2 separate regions of the Rattus norvegicus genome follow, and region 2 is linked to region 1. A link is a contact called in public Hi-C data. All regions are on one chromosome and are shown on one strand. The core of a region is the stretch at or near the end of the contact, and the rest is flanking DNA. Distances in the headings are between cores, read along the strand shown.

Region 1 (4,092 bases), core at 392-2,891:
TAGGGGCCTGGGGCCCTTCCCCTACTGTCTCACTCTGAGATCTACCCTACCAAAGGCAGCTAATACTACTAGAAAGGGGTGATCAGGCTGGAGTCTTGCTGTCTCATTCTGGTGCTGGGCCATGGGCTTTCTGGGTCTCTCTGGCCTCTCTAGTTGATTTGGTGCTCTTTGGACCTGTGTTTCTAATGGACGGTTTCCTTGATGCCTTGATGCCTTTGATCTGGGCTGGGGGCTGTAGTTAGAAGGATATTTGGGACCTGGAGCTCCGAACAGATGCCCTGCCTCAGCCATGCCTCCCCGCTCCTCTGAGTTGCCTGGAGGGTCCCTGGCTGAATACGAACCCCACCACCATCACTCAGACTCCTGAAGCAAGGCTGGAAGGCAGAGTCCATGGTGATAACCTCTATTTGGCCCTGATGTGCCTACAGTAGTCAGGTTGGGATAAGGGGGGTTGGGGGCTGGGGGAACGAGGGGGCTTCTCCCTTCCAGCCTCCCCTCAACATTGTCTCAACTAATAACGGGGCTAATAAGGAGCCGCTTCTTCTAACCTAATTGCATTCAAACATTTTAGTTAATTCTCCATTCATATTTTAGCATAATGGGATCGGGTGTTCTCGGCATTTATGGAGATTAATGCAGAGAAAGAGTTCCGGCTGCTGAGGCAAAACAGGGCGACTAGCGCCCTCTGGTTCTCATGGTACTGAAGGAAGGAAGGAAGGAAGAGGCCTTGGCTGGCCTAGCCACCCTCCACCATCGGGTGTGGATGACCTGTGGGCTCATGGCATCCCTTGCCTCTGGCCTCTCTACTCCCCATATTCTTGGGTGTCAGGAAGGCCACCTGAGCAAACAAAGCCACACTTGGCTGGCCCTCTCTGAAAACAAAACGATGACCTCAGGCACCTCTGAGGTGCACCTGGCCTTGTTGCCTCTGTGCCCTGGTTATCCACACCTCAAGGCCGATGTGGAGAGGGGTAGGTGGGCTTGCAGATTAGCTGCAAAGCCAAACCCGCCATTTCTGGGCACTCTTCTTCCTTTGGCTTTTGGTGGGGACTCACCCCCCCCAGGCCAGTCCCTGCCTCAGTTTACCTCTCTTTGAAGGAATCCTCTGCATGGGAAAAGATAGTTGTATTTGAGCTGGCCTGGGCCCAAAGCTTTTTGTCACCCCTGGGCCAGTTGGTCCCCGGCATGGTCCTCAGAGGCTGTAGGCCTCCCTCGCTGGCTTCTGCAAAGACCTACTAAGAGGGAAGGGCTGTCTGGGACCTGAGGCTGCCCACAATTTCCCGGTGAGGGTTCTCTTTCCTCCGTGCAGCTTTCTCTGAGACCAATCTGTTGGCATATTTCCAGATAGCGTGTCTTCACTTTAGCCTGGCCCTTACTCCAGCACCTAAAGGAGGGTCCCCTGAAATCTGCCCCCAGATTTCTCTTGCCTGTTTGGCAGGACTACCTTCTGGTACTGTGACTTTTCTAAGTGGTGGGCTAACTACAAGAAAAACACTATGCCTATGACAGATCTCAGACAGCGCTTCCAGCCCAGCCTGCAGTGTCAGGCCGCCCCGATACCCAGGGTAGGCTGGGTACTCATTAGAAACTGGGTGAGTCTGTGGGTGCCACCCTCCTAGTTTGAGTCTGGGACAGGGCAGAGACCTGGCCCTCCGCCTCTACCCTCCCCACACGAAGCTGTGGGAAGTCTGGGGCACTGTCCTCTGTAGGCTCTGTGGTAGGTCAGCAGGCAGCCAAGATGTCCAATTTCCAATCTCCGGTCCTATCGCAAATCCGGGCTCTGTGTAATCCCTTCGGCGGCCCTAGGGGCTGAGCCTGGAGAAGGCTTTGGAAACTTCGCCTCCGTAGCTGGAGCTCCCTGTGAGCCCGATTAGATGGGGCCTTTCATCTTATTGATCCACTTTGCTGCTGAACATGGAATCAAAGGTCGTAAGGGGCTGGCGTGATTTAGAGGTTGCCCGAGAATGTGGGCTCACCCAGTGTCTAATGTGGAGGAGGGGCTTTGCATGCCTCTGTCCCATCCCACCCTGACTGCAGGCAGTAGAACAGATGCTTGACAGGGGACAGGCCAAAACAGCCAGCCCCTGCATAGGGCAGCAGGGGTGGGGGTGTGTGTGGGGGGTGGGGATTGGGATGCTGGTGACCCGGAATGTTTCAGCACTGGTGTAGACGCTGGCAGCTGGGAGGGGCTGCGGGTGGAGGGGCGCGGGGGATAGTGCCTGATGTTTGCTCTACTCTCTTTCCTGCCCCCACCAGAAGCCCAGTGCAAGCCCTACTACTCTGACTACTCGAGATTCCGGCTCCTTGTCCACCACCTGTGTACCAGCCACTACCTGGACCTCTTCATCACTGGTGTCATCGGGCTGAACGTGGTCACTATGGCCATGGAACATTACCAGCAGCCCCAGGTGAGAGGTATAGCCTCTGGGTGCCAGGCAAGTATAGCTACATGGGTCCTTGTACTTGCCACCATGTCCTTAGAGGTGGGTATCACATTTGTTTTGAACAGGAGGACACTAAGTCTCGGTAGGTTAGTTGGCTAGGAAGTGGGGAACAAGTACATTTTTTTTCTTTTTCTTTTTTTTTTGGAGCTGGGGACCGAACCCAGGGCCTTGCATTTGCTAAGCAAGCGCTCTACCACTGAGCTAAAATCCCCAACCCACGAGTACATTTTTATTGAGCATCTAGCATGTGTGGCTTTGGGCCTTGGAAAGTGAAGAAGACAGACTGATGTTTGCTTGCCCTTCGAGTCTCAGATTCTAGTAAATTCTCAGACCCCCCCACCCCAGACTCATCTGTTTCCAGTCATCCCTCTCATCCACCTTCCCTGACAATCTCCATCTGCACAGGGCAGAGGCTGACCTGATCGTGAACAAGCATTCTTCCAGTCTTAGTGTCCTGTGCCTTCTGGCACATTCTCCTGTGTGTCTCAAGGAGAAGTGAGACGCCAGGTTTGAATAGTCATGGGATAGTGGCCAGGGGTCAGCCATCATGGTTGGAAAGGGGGAAAACAGGCTCCCTCAGCTTCACCTTACTTCCCGGCTCTGGGAGGTATTGTGATGGAGGGGTGGGGCGGGCTTCAGCCTTGGGCCTAAGGAAACCCTGCCTCTGGCCCCCACCCCTGCCAGATCCTGGACGAGGCTCTGAAGATCTGCAATTACATCTTTACCGTCATCTTTGTCTTTGAGTCAGTTTTCAAACTTGTGGCCTTTGGCTTCCGCCGTTTCTTCCAGGACAGGTAAGAGCAGAGAGAGGCCTGGGAGAGTAGAGAGTACGTAGAGATGCGTCTCCTGGGGGAACCAGCCAGGCTGCCTTTGAACCTGAAGACCTAGCTTAACTCTGGGAGTCCAGCTGCCACCCTGGAACCGAGGGTGATGGTGGTCACGGTGGTCACGGTGGTCATGGAGCCAGGGCTGACGGGATGGGAGGGATTCAGGGTCCAACAAGGAAGGGCTTAGAGAGCTTTGGCAGCAAGAAATCACCATAGCCTCGGATGGCAGTAATGCCACAGGGTCCGGCTTGGAGCTGCTCTGCCTACTGGATTGGAATCCTAGTCACTTAGTGACCGGTGACTTTGGGTGTGCCTCGGTTCCCTCGTCTGCAAAATGAACGCTACCCTGTCCGTGTCAGAGTTGTGATATGGATATAAAGCTCTTAGAACAGCACTCCGCTCAAAGTGAACAGATAAACACCGAAAGCAAAGACGGATGAGGCCAGGCGCCATGATGGCTCATGCTTGGAGTCTCTGCATGCTGCAAGGCTCAGACAGGACGAGAGTTCGAGTTCAGTTTGAGAAATATAGCAAAATACCCTACCGGGGGGAGGGGGGCAGGGATAATGATTAGAAATGAAAAGCACAGGCCCTTCCCAGAGCTAATTTTCTGTGCCACCGTGGTGCCGTCCCCCATGCTCCCTTCCCCCACTCAGGGAGCTGCATTCCCGATTTTCCAGGTGGAACCAGCTGGACCTGGCTATTGTGCTTCTGTCCATCATGGGCATCACACTGGAGGAGATTGAGGTCAATGCTTCGCTGCCCATCAACCCCACCATCATCCGTATCATGAGGGTGCTCCGCATTGCTCGAGGTAGGTC
Region 2 (4,570 bases), core at 92-2,591, 68 kb before region 1:
TTGAGAGCGGTAGGCTGAATTAAGCAAATCCTGGCCGAGCAAATCCTTCAACGGGAGCCTCATTTCCCGCTTGTAAAAGGGAAAAGAGCTAGCGAAAGTATTGGATGCTGTGAGGGTCCCTCTTCTTGCCAGCACTTTAAATGGAACCCAGTTTATTTTGCTCGAATTTTAGGCGCTGAGACGGTTGGATCTTCAAAGGCACGGCAGTATTTCCGCGCTCTACCGCCGAGCGGCGCTCGGAGACCAGCCACAGGGCCAGAGACTTGGCGAAGACCCGGCTCCGGGTCCGCCCTTTGAAGCCTATAGCCCGATTTGGAGCAGTCGTACTGAGAGTGTGGGACTGTCTGGGCCCCAACCTCCGGTCACCCCACTGTGGGGTTGGGCCCTCCCGTTAGCCGAAGGTATGGGCTAGTCACTACAATATGCCTGGCGCCTGCGGGGGGTTGGGGAGGGTCTTTCAGGCACGGTGCCATGTCTGCTTGGATCCCTCTGCATGAAGGCTCCTTTTCTTCCCCCTCCCTTCTTATCTGCTGCAGTATTGCCAGATCAGGCTAGCTCTTTGACTACCTTAACACTACCTCCAGAAAGCCTTTCTAGAATGACGTGTTGTCCACAGACCCCTCTCTTGAAGCACCTTGCATCCTGTTAGAGTCTCATGTTGCTGCACTGGCCTGTTATTATTTAGCTGAGTTCCCAGGTTGAACTCCCTAAGACAGGCCTATTTGATTCTGAGTGTTCCCCCTTTCCCTCTTTTCTTTTTCTTCTTCTTCTTCTTCTTCTTCTTCTTCTTCTTCTTCTTCTTCTTCTTCTTCTTCTTCTTCTTCTTCTTCTTCTTTTCTTCTTCTTCTTCTTCTTCTTCTTCTTCTTCTTCTTCTTCTTCTTCTTCTTCTTCTTCTTCTTCTTCTTCTTTTCTTCTTCTTCTCCTTCTCCTCCTCCTCCTCCTCCCCCTCCTCCCCCTCCCCCTCCTCCTCCCCCACCCTCTTCTTTCTCATCTCTCTTCCCCTCTTTCCCTCTCTCTCCCCTCCCGTGTGTGTGTGTGTGTGTGTGTGTGTGTGTGTGTGTGTGTGTGTGTCACAAGACTTGGTCCTTCAGAGTGCTCCATTTGGAGCTCTTGGCTAAGTAGTTCCTGCCTACTTCTGGCTGTTCCTCACCTGGTCCAGTCCTGGACCCAATTCCTTTTGATCTATCTAGACACTGGCAGTAGCCACTCCCTTTCCAGGTTACCCTCATGCATACTAGGGATGCCTGCAGTGCAACCAATCCAGGGAGGGGCCCTCCGTGGGTGATAGAACAGAGCTGGATGGACCATTCTACTCATTATGACCCTCTCTGACCTCACAGATACCCTTCCTACCGCCAAGTCCGAGAAGCTGGGGGAGACTAACCTGGCAGGGAGCCCCCAATGAGCCACCATTCCCCACCACCCCCAAAACATAAGGGGGAGCACAAAGGCCACGGTCTCCCCCGTGGTTCAGAAAGGTGGGCTGGACTGGGAGTGGAAATCTTTGAGTTTGGGTGACCATTAAGCTGATTTGGGAAGGTAAAGGGGAAGTGGTCTTCATTCGTGTGACCTATCTGCCCACATTAGGGGCAGCTCCTCCCGGGACAAGGACCGAAGTGCTTCAGTTAGTAATTCTGTGCCCATGCCTGCTGGAGGAAAGGCAAGTCGGACTAACTGTCCTCCACCTGCACCTCAGAAGACTGCCAATCGACTGATCAATGAGAAGTCTCCATACCTCTTACAACATGCCCACAACCCGGTGGATTGGTGAGCGCTATCCCAGGGTTTCCCTTGAAGCATCTGGGGTCCCTAATCTTCCAAGACTCCCTAGGCTACTGAGTGACGTCTTCTTCATGTTGGGTCTAGGTACCCCTGGGGACAGGAAGCCTTCGACAAGGCCAAAAAAGAAAACAAACCAATTTTTCTCTCAGGTATACACCCACTGTTACCGGGATGGGGTTTGGGGACAGGCAGGGGGTTGGGGCGAGTCCTTTGGGTCCCGGGGTCCTCTTTCTGCCCTCCTGTCCCTTTTCTATCCTAGTGGGGTACTCCACCTGTCACTGGTGCCACATGATGGAGGAAGAATCCTTCCAGAATGAAGAGATAGGGCACCTGCTCAACGAGAACTTCGTCTCCGTGATGGTGGACAGAGAGGAGAGGCCAGACGTGGACAAAGTGTACATGACTTTTGTGCAGGTGAGACAGCCCTGTGATGGTCTTGTCACACCTGTGCATGGCAGCTCCCCTGATCCTGGCCCTCCCTCTTTCAGGCCACCAGTAGTGGAGGAGGCTGGCCAATGAATGTGTGGCTGACCCCCAGCCTCCAGCCATTTGTTGGGGGCACCTACTTCCCACCAGAGGATGGTTTGACTCGAGTTGGCTTCCGAACAGTGTTGATGAGAATCTGTGATCAGGTGGGTGGATGCCAGGGAGAAAAGGTACCAAAGTGCAGGCTGAGGGACTATGGGGAGCCCCCCCACCCCACCCCATGTGTACTGACCTCCACATGTGTGCTCACCTCCTCTAGTGGAAACAGAACAAGAACACCCTTCTGGAAAACAGCCAGCGTGTCACCACAGCCCTGCTGGCCCGATCTGAGATCAGCGTGGGTGACAGACAGCTTCCGCCCTCCGCTGCCACCATGAATAGCCGCTGCTTCCAGCAGTTGGATGAGGGATATGATGAGGAGTATGGTGGCTTTGCTGAGGCCCCTAAGTTTCCCACACCTGGTCAGTGACCTCTGGCCCTGCCCTATCTAATGACCATCTAACTTAGTTAAGTGACCCAGTGCCTTTGGTCTCTCTCTCTCTCTTTTTTTTTTTTTCTTTTTTTGGGTTCTTTTTTTCGGAGCTGGGGACCAAACCCAGGGCCTTGCGCTTCCTAGGCAAGCGCTCTACCACTGAGCTAAATCCCCAACCCCATCTTTGTTCTCTCTTGTATGGCTGGGTTGCTCTCTGGTCCCCTGTGGGCCAATGGTATTCTGACCTCTGACTCAGACAATGGCCTGTGTCCTCTAAGTGGATGGTAGAAGTTCCCATCTTCCAATCTGACAGATACTGCCTGGCCCTCTTACCCTCTCCTTCCTGCTCCACAGTGATTCTGAACTTCCTGTTCTCCTATTGGCTCAGTCATCGGGTCACCCAGGATGGCTCCCGAGCTCAGCAGATGGCTTTGCACACCCTGAAGATGATGGCCAACGGAGGCATCCGGGATCATGTGGGGCAGGTGAGGGCAGGCCAGGTTCCCTGGAGGGGCAGCAGGCCTAGTAACAGAGACTGAGATCAGACTAGCCTAACATCCTGCCTGGCCCAGGGCTTTCACCGCTACTCCACGGACCGACAGTGGCACATTCCTCACTTTGAGAAGATGCTGTATGACCAGGCACAGCTCTCGGTGGTCTACTGCCAAGCCTTCCAGGTGACTTTTGCCCCTAACCTTAACCCTGGCTGCCAATCCCAAGGTCTTCCAGGTAACTGTGACTTCCTCTTAATTTCAGTCCAGAATTCCTTCTCACGCTCTAGACACCTGGGCTTCCCTACGCCCCACCCACTTTCCTGGGAGAGTATCCTCTATGAATCTGAGCCCCACCTCCCCGCCAGTGACCTTAACTTACAATCTCCACCCCCCTCAGATCTCTGGCGATGAATTCTTCTCCGATGTTGCCAAAGGCATCCTGCAGTATGTGACCCGGAATCTGAGCCATCGGGTGTGTGTCCAGTGAGGCAGGCATACCTGGGTGCAGGAGGGCTTGAGGTCTCCATTGCCTTTAAGATGATGACTAGCCAACTCTCCTATCCTCACAGTCCGGAGGCTTCTACAGTGCAGAGGATGCTGATTCTCCCCCAGAGCGGGGCGTGAAGCCCCAAGAGGGTGCTTTGTATTTGTGGACAGTCAAAGAGGTTCAACAGCTGCTCCCAGAGCCGGTGGGGGGCGCCAGCGAGCCTCTGACCTCAGGCCAGCTCCTAATGAAGCATTACGGACTCAGTGAGGCAGGCAATATCAACCCCACTCAGGTGAGGACTTTTACAGACCCAGAGAAGGACCCCAGGCCCACCAAGTACACGGGCTCCTTCTGACCACGGCTGTTTCCCTCAGGATGTCAACGGGGAGATGCACGGTCAGAATGTTCTGACCGTGCGGTACTCACTAGAGCTGACGGCCGCCCGCTATGGCCTGGAGGTGGAAGCTGTGAGGGCGTTGCTCAACACAGGGCTGGAGAAGCTCTTCCAGGCCCGGAAACATAGACCGAAAGCACACCTGGACAACAAGATGCTGGCTGCCTGGAACGGTGGGGTGACCCTCTCTGAACCTTAATTCTACTGGCCACGCCCCTTCTGTCTCCCCCCTCCTTTCTTCATAGGCCTTTTCAATTTTGATTTAGAAACAAATAAATGGAGATTTAGAGAATAATTCGCCTGGGCTTGGCACTTGGAGCCACCGGGTGGGGTGGAGTGGGGTGTGTTGCCCCAGAAGAGCTCTGGTTGACCTCTTAACACCTCTGACCTCTCATTCCTCCAGGCTTGATGGTGTCTGGTTTTGCCGTGGCGGGGTCTGTCCTAGGTATGGAAA

Evidence for each region. A called contact is a pair of places that touch in the nucleus more often than the background predicts.
Region 2: a Hi-C map of liver shows a contact between it and region 1, with 4 times the contacts expected there. The contact joins the promoter of Spata20 here to the enhancer-like site in region 1. A contact is called at or near these places in 8 of 12 Hi-C or Micro-C datasets (the Rat2 cell line, Schwann cells, frontal cortex and 5 more).

Annotation. Positions count from the first base shown.
Region 1 is chr10:79,860,445-79,864,536 of GRCr8, reverse strand. It overlaps Cacna1g (calcium voltage-gated channel subunit alpha1 G), which reads left to right. Exons shown (of 36, transcript NM_001308302.2): 27 at 2,257-2,408; 28 at 3,129-3,238; 29 at 3,952-4,085. Among named protein-coding and RNA genes, the nearest start is that of Abcc3, 23 kb to the right of the region's middle. Within about 2 kb of position 1,641, at least 1 of the 93 cell types and tissues checked has an H3K27ac peak or open chromatin away from gene starts, as enhancers often do. A contact at or near this core is called in liver, where this site is marked.
Region 2 is chr10:79,928,021-79,932,590 of GRCr8, reverse strand. It overlaps Spata20 (spermatogenesis associated 20), which reads left to right and starts at 1,341. Exons shown (of 16, transcript NM_199402.1): 1 at 1,341-1,479; 2 at 1,589-1,768; 3 at 1,868-1,932; 4 at 2,043-2,197; 5 at 2,272-2,415; 6 at 2,529-2,730; 7 at 3,096-3,226; 8 at 3,314-3,418; 9 at 3,633-3,707; 10 at 3,805-4,014; 11 at 4,097-4,289; 12 at 4,520-4,570. The coding sequence starts at 1,403.